Regions from separate parts of the Mus musculus genome. Here regions 1 and 3 are each linked to region 2. A link is a contact called in public HiChIP or PLAC-seq data. All regions are on one chromosome and are shown on one strand. Each heading gives the region's core, a stretch centred on a gene start, on an enhancer-like site or on the middle of the called end of the contact. The rest is flanking DNA. Distances are from core to core; before and after follow the strand shown.

Region 1 (3,303 bases), core at 126-2,625, 92 kb before region 2:
GAGGGGACCTACTCCCTCCTTTCTACTCCCTCTGTGGTCCACCTTACTTTTTATCCTGCCCTGCGGCGGCTCCTCCCCTTACCTTCATGGACGACTCAGAGGTGGAGTCGACCGCCAGCATCTTGGCCTCTGTGAAAGAACAAGAGGCCCAGTTTGAGAAGCTGACCCGGGCGCTGGAAGAGGAGCGGCGCCATGTCTCGGCGCAACTGGAACGCGTCCGGGTCTCACCACAAGATGCCAACTCACTCATGGCCAATGGCACCCTCACTCGTCGGCATCAGGTAACCCTCTCTCCTTTAGACCTGCAGGTAGGACATTGGCATGGTCACAACTGAGGCCTATATATCCTTAGTGAGATACTACTGGCCCTGGGCTGTCCAGTGCTTATACTTCACGATGAACTGTTCCAGGGATATTATAAATGCTGATTAAGAAATAAGGGATTTGTTACTGATCTGAGTTGAGTGGACTTTAGAAACCCTTTGTAATTTCCTGTTTTGCTAGAGTGGATTTTCTGGACAGGAATGCAGTTCTAGTTATTTCTAGTTATGATACTGTACTTTGGAGCTACACACAGAGTCACTTCTGTTTTCTTTGAAATATCTTTTTTCTCAGGGTCAAAAATTAGGAAAGTATATCTACTTAGCGGTTGGGGAAGTTGGGCATCTTGAGCTCCTAGCTCCAGTTCAGTCTCAAGTAGAGAACAGTCTGTTCTCAGAAAGTTGTTAGAGTGTTCATAATTGTATATTCCTTTCCCTATGTCCTTGTGTGCTTATTGTTGGGTGAGGAAGTCATGTTTTGGAAGAAGGAGTCATTGTTACTTTTACTGGTTAGAGCTGGGGGAGGGGAGATATCATGCTATTATTTAACTCAGATAACCACAGGAGCCAGTAGTGGTCTCTGCATTGGCTGGCTTCGATGTGACTTGGGAGGACAGGTGATAGAAATGAGAAGTATTTGTGTTCCCTGTGGTTTATGTCTGACTTTGCTGGGGTGTAATCTGAGGTTTTGCCAGTGAGTGTGAACACGCATAGGCTGGGTGGGTACTGCATTAGTGGACTGACTCTATAGAGCTCTGAGTGGAATTAGAACAGTGCTTACACTCAGTTCTTTTAACTGATTATTTATTTGTTTTTATCTGTTTGTTTGTGCAAGGGATTGACCCTAGAGCCCTGAACATGCTAGACAAATGCTTTACCACAGAGCTATGTCCTAGACTCTTTACTTACTTACTTATGTATGAGGAGCTGGGGATGGAATCCTGGGTCTTGTGCATGCCACTAAACAACATTTCCAGACCTTTGGGTCTGTGAAGATTAGGTATTGGTACATAGCTCAGGTTGACCTCAACCTTGTGGTCCTCTTGTCTCTGTTTCCCTAGTGCTAGGGTTACAATCGTGCCCAGTTGCTTGCTTAATCCTTAAGCTAGTAGATATCATTTGAATAATCAGGACCATGAAATAAACAACAACGTTCAAGGAAATTTTCAGGAACTTGAGTGTAGAGAGTTAGGGATGAGACACACTGAAGGAAAGTGGGGTGCTCAGACTTTAAGGTGGTGGGGAATCCCAGGATTTAGTGGTTTATCTTCTTCTTTTATTTTTAACCTCTGCTCTGCAATGAAACCACACCCTTCCTTCTTCCTGAAAGCAATGGTTAACTTCCTCCCCTGCTGCAGCATTACACTGCATGTAAAGGGGGAATGGGTGGAAGAAGATCCCAAGGTTATTGGATCTAGTTGTATTCTGTTGGGAGGGGCAAGACATGTGCTTTATATATGCAGTCTCATTAGGTTATGTCTTGGTGCTTAACATAGAACAATTTAACAACGTTTGAGAATGTGTTCTGTAGCTGTAACTTGTTAAAGACGTTGAAGACTTTTTTTGAGGGGCGTTGCTGAGTACTTTCCTTCGTATTTGGAAATGGAGAATTTACTCTCTTCATTCAAGAGCTTCCTGGAATGGGAGTTTACCCTGGTACCACAGCTTGAAGATTCCTAGAACGATAATAAAAGGAGGCTTTTTGTGGACACCCTCCCCCCTTCCGCCACCCCCCATTGTAGCCTTCCTAACTTACATTCTTAAAGCTTTCCAAAAGGTTTTCTGTAGGGAGCTTACCTGAGTCTGTGTTATTAAGCAAATGGTCTTTGAATGCTTCTAATGTGCCAAGTACTGTTCAAGATGTTAGGGATGTTAGTAGCCTTGAAACTACTGGACTCAAACCCTGTGTACTCATGGAACTTACATTCTCATGCTCCAGAAATCCCACCTGCCAGAATTCTAGGCCTGTAGAGGAAAGTGGTATCTAAGATTGTTATGGAGTGTTATGGTTCTTATGTGAGTACCGACAGAAGGATTTCAGTCCACAAATACCTTCTCAAAAGCCCTTTCATTTTTGAAAGAAAGATGCTGTCTTAGACAGAACAAAGGTCAGCCAGAACATGAATTGTTTTGTGGGCTCTGTTTCAGAACGGCCGGTTTGTGGGCGATGCTGACCTTGAGAGACAGAAATTTTCAGATCTGAAACTCAACGGACCCCAGGTAATTGTTTCCACTCAAGGTCTAGGGACTTCATTCACATCTTTGTACCTCTCCAGTCTTTATGATCATATTGCTATGCTGCAGTGCTCATCGTAAATATTTACTAGTTTTTTAATTTTGGAAATTAAAAAGGTACCATTTCAAATTATAGTTTTGCTGATTTTTTTTTTAATCATTGGCTTTTCTCATGGTATTCCTATCTCATTTGATCCTCCAAAAACTGCAATTGTTTTGAGGGAGAGCATAATTTTACATTGTAGAAAAGCTTACCTAAAATCTAACTGAGGAGATGAACGAATCTGATGAATAACAAAATCTTTGTTGGGCCTGATGGGGCAAATCTAATCTTAGTGTCTTAGGAGGCTGTGGCAGGAGGATCAAAAGTTTCAAGGCCTCCCTGGGAGATTGCTGGAACCTTATCCCAAAGTAAAAGTAGGAGGAGGCTCCAAATGTTTTCAGTGGCAGGTGGGGTGCTTGCCTAGCTACCCAAAACAAAGCAAAAACCTGGTATTTTTATTATTTTTTAAAATCCGTATCTTTACTGAGTAAGCTGTTCTTTTTGAAGTATTGCTCCAGTGTAAATATTACAGTTAACACAGTTAATATCCAAGTCGGGGACCAGAATGGGAGGTAACCTGCTGTCCCAGTCACTGCAATGTCAGCATGATTCTAGTTACCTTTTTAAACTTATATGTGTTAGATAGCTAGTACTAGGAAGTTTTATTTTCTGTCCTTTTACATGTGGTCCTAGTTGACCTGGAAT
Region 2 (3,308 bases), core at 371-2,870:
CAGGATTTCTATTCCTGCACAAACATCATGACCAAGAAGCAAGTTGGGGAGGAAAGGGTTTATTCAGCTTACACTTCCATACTGCTGTTCATCACCAAGGAAGTGAGGACTGGAACTCAAGCAGGTCAGGAAGCAGGAGCTGATGCAGAGGCCATGGAGGGATGTTCTTTACTGGCTTGCCTCTCCTGGCTTGCTCAGCCTGCTTTCTTATAGAACCAGGATTACCAGCCCAGAGATGGCACCACCCACAAGGGGCCTTTCCCCCTTGATCACTAATTGAGAAAATGCCTTACAGTTGGATCTCATGGAGGCATTTCCTCAACTGAAGCTCCTTTCTCTGTGATAACTCCAGCTGTGTCAAGTTGACACAAAACTAGCCAGTACACAGGAGTATGGCAACATCCAGGCAGGCATGGTGCAGGAGGAGCTGAGAGTTCTACATCTTCATCTGAAGGCAGCCAGGAGAAGACTGACTTCCAGGCAGCTAGGGCAAGTGTCTTAAAGCCCACTTCCACAATGACACACTTCCTCCAAAATGCCACACATCCAAATCGTGCCACTCCCTGGGCCAAGCATACACAAACCACCACAGTGCTGTTCTCTGGTCTGTCTTTGTTGGGTGGCTTCTGTGCTTCTTGGTTTCTGTGGTCCTCTCTGGGTCGTAGGACAGACAGTGTGGTGGCTGTTTGTTGCCTAACGGGAAATTATTCTGGGATCCTGATAGGTGTGGCTACTGGAGGTTCCAGGTAAAATGTGTTTCTAGGTATTGGTAGCTCTGACACTTAGGAATGGGGAAGGACTAGGGCAGGGACCCTGGTTGGGCTGATCCATAGGAGAGGTAAGCAGGGTGTTCTATTAGGATTTGCTTAGTCCCTTGTGAGTGAGGGCAGGGAGAGGGGGAGGGGGAGGGGGAGGGGGAGGGGGAGGGGGAGGGGGAGGGGGAGGGGGAGGGGGAGGGAGAGGGAGAGGGAGAGGGAGAGGGAGAGGGAGAGGGAGAGGGAGAGGGAGAGGGAGAGGGAGAGGGAGAGAGGGAGAGGGAGAGGGAGAGGGAGAGGGAGAGGGGGAGAGGGAGAGGGAGAGGGAGAGGGAGGAGAGGGAGAGGGAGAGGGAGAACAACAGATAGCCTGCTACAGAGCTGGGATTGGGAACTGAATTTTGAGGAACTGAGGGAGAGGTGAAGATCTAGTTAGCCTATCTGCTCTTTGGGCTGAAGTAACCTGTAGTTGGCCCCAGAGAAGGCCTGTTGGGGTTAGGAGTCAGGATGAAGCATTGAGTGGGAGGAAGGAAATTTGGAGAGGAAGATCTGTATGATCCACTGGAGGTGGGGATTGGGGAGAGAGGTCGCAGCAGGTCTGTCTGCTCTAGAGCTGGGGTTGGGACACTGGGTTTGGATTTGGAAGAACTGAGAGAGGTGGAGATAGGAAGTTAGCCTCCCTGCTTCCCTGGCTGGAGTGGTATGTGTGTTTCTTGCACACATCTTGTGTGTGGTGGTTAAGATTGTTGAGTTGGCAGGATCTAGATTCACCCAGAAAGCAGAACTCTGGGTATGTATGCATGGTATTTCCAGATCGACTTAACTGATGTGGGGATGCCATCCCAGGGCACTGTGTAAAGAAGGAAGCAAGTGGGGCACCTCTGCTTCCCTACAGCAACTGTACTTCTGCTTCCCTACAGCAACTGTAGCAACTGCAGGGTGGCCTTGCTTTCCCTGCCACCCTAAACTGAATTCCCGTGAGCTGGGAGACAAAATGAACCTCTCCTCTTTAAGTTGCTTTTGACAGATCACGGCAATGAACAAAGTAACTGACAGACCATGTAACCCAGGCTGGCCTCAGACTTACTGTGCAGCTTCAGCGGCAGGTAGGTCTTGAACTTCTGATCTTCTTGCCTCTGCCTCTAGAGCAGTGGGTCTCAACCTTCCCGATGCTGCGACCCTTTAATATAGTTCCTCATGTTGTGGTGTCCCTAACCACAAAATTATTTGCATTGCTACTTCATAACAGTTATTTTGCTGTTATGAATTGTAATGCAAACATCTGATATGCAGATGGATTTTTTTGTTTGTTTGTTTTAAGACAGGGTTTCTCTGTGTAGCCCTGGCTGTCCTGGAACTCAGAAATCCACCTGCCTCTGCCTCCCAAATGCTGGGATTAAGGGCGTGTGCCACCACTGCCTGGAGCAGATGGTCTTAGGCCACCCCTGTGAAAGGACCCCAGGGGGTCTTGTCCAAAGGTTGAGAACCACAGCTATAGAATTGTAATTTATACTTTAGGTATCTGCCACCAAGCTTCCTCCCTGCTTTCTGTTTGGACCCACCATTATTTCTGATAATTAAAAAGAGAAGTAGAACACTGAGGCCTATAGAGAAAGGGTTTACCACAACAGTAGACAGGGGCGTTGTTACAGCTAAGGGTTCTTGCTTAAATATGAATAATATGAATATCAGGAAGACACTGACACATACTGTCTTTTTTAATATACAAATAACCTCCTTTTGCACAAGGAAAAGTTAAGGTTTTAAGATCTCTTTGTGATTTGGGGGAAAAAGACACTAAATTTTGCTTCTTTGAGCAATATCACCTTTCCTTCTCCTGAGTTTTATATTCAATCAATAACCACTGCTTATCTGCTACATCAGTTCTTTTGAGTCAGGGTCTTTCCCTCCTCCTTGTCTCCATTCCACAGCTGAATGGGCAAGGCTTTTCCATGCACTGGACTCGAGGCAGGATCTTGCTCTCTGTATCGTAGGCTGGCTTTAAATTCCAAATTCTCTGACCACAGCTTCCTGAGAGCTGGGTATAACAGTTGCATGTCTTGAAGGCCGACTGTATTTATCTTGGAAGAAGAAATATTTCATTATTTGGTGCCATTCAGAAAGAAAACTCCATGTTAGTACGAGGGATGTAGCTCCGTTGGTAGTAGAGTGTTTGCCTAACATGCAGAAAACTCTGGGTTCAATTTCCTGCTCTGTGGTATGATATGCTTGTGATCCTAATTCTTGAGAGGTAGAGGCAGGAGGATTATCATCTGCCATGAAATGAGTTTGAGGTCAGTTGGGTTATGTGATACACTGTCACAAAAAAATGAGACAAACAGGTCTAAACCCTAAAACAATACAAGAAACTCATGAAACTCTACAAACAAACAAGAAGCTGCCCACCTCAAGCTAACATGAAGAAAGGATCCAGGATGCTAGGGAAGAGGCTAGATGCTTAGGGAATTGGAACTTTCTTTGTTGGCAAGAAAGTTGGGACAAGGCAGTGGCTGCAGGATTCCTTTCATTTTCTGACTTTTTTTTTTTTTTTTGA
Region 3 (3,197 bases), core at 391-2,890, 70 kb before region 2:
GCTGATCTGATCAGGCCTGCGATACTTGTTTGAGCCGCATGGTACCCAAGGGTTCTACTTCTGTGATCACGACCTCTTCCCAGGCTGGGATGCAGCGGATGATCTGGTTCTATGTTGTGTGCTGCTTTCCTGCCTCCAGATTTGCTCAGCTGTGTATGTTTCCCCTGTCGTCCTGTCCTCAGCCTTAACAGCCTTCTCTTTTTTCCCCACAGCAGAAGATTTAGCGCCACTCTACCTGCTCCATATGGGCTTATAATATATTACTTTTATTTTTTGGTGGTGAAATGGACTGATGATTTTTTTCCTTTCTTCGCTGGACTATTGTGCCAACTGCCAGGCTGACTCCTACCCTTGTAGCCCAAATTGGCTGCCGTCATCCGTGAATTACCTACATCTTCCACTGAAGTTTAATTGTCCTATCCTCCCAGACCCTACTTCCAGTTTTCCCCCAAGAAACCTGACTCTGTTATTTGCATATCTTGAGAAACTGCTGCAGATTAGCTCTTTTTGCCAGCCTTCCCTGGAACTCTTGGCCTTGCATAGAGGGAGGGAGAGTGGAACTCTCTACTGGAAGCAATGGGAAGAACTGAAAATTACACACTGTCTGTTCAGCAGTCAGCATTCTGACAAACTGATGACTTTTAATCAAGACTATTTTTTCTGGTGTGGGGGGAACTTTTTATTTTGTTTTGGATGGGGAAGTGTGAGTTCTTCCCTTATCCAGTGGCGATTTTTGAAGCCAAGAAGGCTGGAAACATTGGCACATTCCACCTGGCAAGGGCCCTCAAGTAAGTGAAGTACTCCCCAACCTCAGAGTGAGAACTCTTGTTCCTCCTGTTCAAGGCAGGGACCACAAAGGACCTACAGACTCCATCTCTCTGTCAGCTTCAGGATAACCTTGGGGTGCTGTCCTGACCAAGGCTGTCCTTAACCCTCCTCTCCTACCCTGTGATAAACCTGCTAACTTGACCTGGCTGTTTTGCAAGATGCTTTGTAAAAAGGAGAATGCCATGGAACCCCCTGGTTGAGAAGAAACAGAAAGATTGTCTATTGAGAAGATGAACCTCTAGGAGGAATGTACATGAAGTGGTTAGTCTGAAACTGGCAGGAAGCTTCAGAGCTGGCTTTCCTCAGCCCCCTCACCCCATCTCTCTTCGTCCTTTATAAGCTTGTCCTCCCTCTCCTCCCCTTCCCTGGATTTGTTGGCCAACTTACAAGACTTGTACATAGCTCCTCCCCCTTTGCCCTTGTAAGGTAGGAGTTGCCCTGGCTTTGCCTCTTCTTTGTGCCTTTGGCCTGGGGTGCATCTCCTCCCTCTCTTCCAGGTGCCTTTCTTTGCCTCTGCAGTCTCATTTCTCATGATTTTGCAAGTTAGACCTTGTTATTTTCTTACCCACTGTTGACCCCCAGTAGCTGAAGCAAAGAAGAGGAGTGGTAACTTAGGGAACTTCACGTCCCTACTGGGTGTTGTTAAAGCCTCTGACATAGCCACAACAGGCTTCTGCTTAACAGTGTGCAGTTGGGATTGGTGAAAATCCATCCCGATAAGTCTCAAAGTGAGGCTGTTAGGAGGGAGTGCTGTGACTCTGACTCCTTAGTCGTCCCCAGTTCCCATCATCTCTGAAAGGCTACAGGGAATCAGGCCATGCCTCCATTACACCCTTTTCTGTTGTAGTGAGTGTTACAGCTTGGCTAGAGAAGCAGCTACTATGTGGGTGCAATTTTTTTTAAACATTTTTCCTTATTTTCTTTCCTTAATCTAAAAGCTCTATTCAATGCAACTGGAATTCTTTATCCCTCTTGTCCTGTTCCTTAATATATTGAGGCTATGGGGTAGGAGAAAAGTGCACAGCCCACCAACTCCTTTTCTTATACATTGCAGTCACCCCCTCCCCCCAACCTTTGCTTCCTTCCCATTTCTTCCTAGTCCCGTTTCCCTTTTCTGGCAAAAAGGAGCTCTGTGCTCTCTGTGACCCTCAGAGTACACTGCACAGGGGAGCCTCCCCCACCCACATCTATCTGCCTCTGGTTTTGGGTTCTCTTGTCCTCTTCTGCTCTTCCTGGTGCTCTTTCTTCTCGGTGGGGTGTGGGTAATAGAATAGCCATGGGCTTTGGGGACCTTTAACTGTTTTTTTGTTTGTTTGTTTTGTTTTTCCTTTTTCATTTATAAAAACACTAAACATTCAATTTCAGCAAACCAAAAATCCTACCCTCCCACCGAATACTACTAAGGGGCATATCTTCTGCTCTGTATCTTTTCTCTCTTTCTTTCTCTTGTTAATGCTTTTAAAAACAAATGAGTTTTTTATATAAATAAAAGTTTTTAAAGTGTGTGTGTGGGAGGTCTGTGTCATTTCTTCACTTCCAGCTGCACTTCTTCCCTCCTTTCCTTCTTAGTTACTTTGGTGCCGGTGTTGTTTTTCTATGCAGAGCAGCCAGAAGGCGGTTCGTTGTCTCAGGATGGGCTTACTTTAGTTTCAGTCCCAACTCTAATGAAGGAAGGTTCTTTGTAACACCCTCCCACTCCAGAGTCTTAAAAATATTTAATGAATGGCTGAAGTAGAGCATGAGAACTTTCTGCTATTAGAGTTAGAAAGTGAAGTGCATACCCTGGCTTCCCCATTCTTTGGGGTTCTCATACATCATGACAAAATCAGCACTAAGCAAAGCCCTCTAACGCTTGGCTCTTTTGAACACAACATATCAAATCTAGAAGATTAGAAGCTAGCAGTCCCAACAGCTACCTTAGTAACTGTGAAAGAGTTCAAAGTCCTCTGCACGAGAGCACTGATCACAGATCATGGCAATGCTGCTCAGGCCCTATGGAGTCGGTTGGGTTGTTTGGTAGGACATCCCGCCAAATTGTATATGGTTAACAGAAACCGGATCACTGGGGGTTATCTTTACTGCAGATACCAAAGATTCAGACTCATGGAAAGATACTTTTCCGGGGCCCTTATGTCCTGTCATATAATTTAAAGATCTCCAGAGAATTTGTATAAAATGCTTATTATATAGTGACATCTTCAATCACTATATTATAAAATTACTGGTCTGTTCCCAGTGATAGCCCAGGATCACCACATTATACAAGACGTAAGAGCTTTTGGGGGCTAATGAGAACCGGGCAGCTCCAGCAGTGTAGCTGTGTAGATTAAGGCTTGATTTGCACTTACACCTGTAGTCTTGGAGCTGAC

Evidence for each region. HiChIP or PLAC-seq counts read pairs in DNA pulled down with a chosen protein or histone mark.
Region 1: an H3K4me3 HiChIP or PLAC-seq map of bone marrow-derived macrophages shows a contact between it and region 2, with 2.8 times the contacts expected there. The contact joins two enhancer-like sites. A contact is called at or near these places in 3 of 484 Hi-C or Micro-C datasets (the HPC-5 cell line, conventional dendritic cells and erythroid progenitors), 8 of 115 datasets of contacts at active chromatin or transcription factors (bone marrow-derived macrophages, embryonic stem cells, epiblast stem cells and 4 more) and 3 of 9 other capture datasets (adipose tissue, embryonic stem cells and pancreatic islet).
Region 3: an H3K4me3 HiChIP or PLAC-seq map of bone marrow-derived macrophages shows a contact between it and region 2, with 4 times the contacts expected there. The contact joins two enhancer-like sites. A contact is called at or near these places in 1 of 15 datasets of contacts at CTCF or cohesin (the NIH/3T3 cell line), 5 of 484 Hi-C or Micro-C datasets (the G1E-ER4 cell line, the HPC-5 cell line, conventional dendritic cells and 2 more), 3 of 115 datasets of contacts at active chromatin or transcription factors (bone marrow-derived macrophages, embryonic stem cells and microglia) and 3 of 9 other capture datasets (adipose tissue, liver and pancreatic islet).

The regions. Positions count from the first base shown.
Region 1 is chr2:84,621,248-84,624,550 of GRCm38.p6, reverse strand. Ctnnd1 (catenin (cadherin associated protein), delta 1) reads left to right here. Exons shown (of 19, transcript NM_001085450.1): 2 at 1-281; 3 at 2,469-2,540. The coding sequence starts at 87. Among named protein-coding and RNA genes, the nearest start is that of Ctnnd1, 28 kb to the left of the region's middle. Within about 2 kb of position 1,375, at least 50 of the 459 cell types and tissues checked have an H3K27ac peak or open chromatin away from gene starts, as enhancers often do. A contact at or near this core is called in bone marrow-derived macrophages and microglia, where this site is marked.
Region 2 is chr2:84,529,728-84,533,035 of GRCm38.p6, reverse strand. No RefSeq gene overlaps it. Among named protein-coding and RNA genes, the nearest start is that of Gm13710, 25 kb to the right of the region's middle. Within about 2 kb of position 1,620, at least 38 of the 459 cell types and tissues checked have an H3K27ac peak or open chromatin away from gene starts, as enhancers often do. A contact at or near this core is called in bone marrow-derived macrophages and microglia, where this site is marked.
Region 3 is chr2:84,599,919-84,603,115 of GRCm38.p6, reverse strand. Ctnnd1 (catenin (cadherin associated protein), delta 1) reads left to right here. Exons shown (of 19, transcript NM_001085450.1): 19 at 213-2,335. The coding sequence ends at 224. Among named protein-coding and RNA genes, the nearest start is that of Ctnnd1, 49 kb to the left of the region's middle. Within about 2 kb of position 1,640, at least 9 of the 459 cell types and tissues checked have an H3K27ac peak or open chromatin away from gene starts, as enhancers often do. A contact at or near this core is called in bone marrow-derived macrophages and microglia, where this site is marked.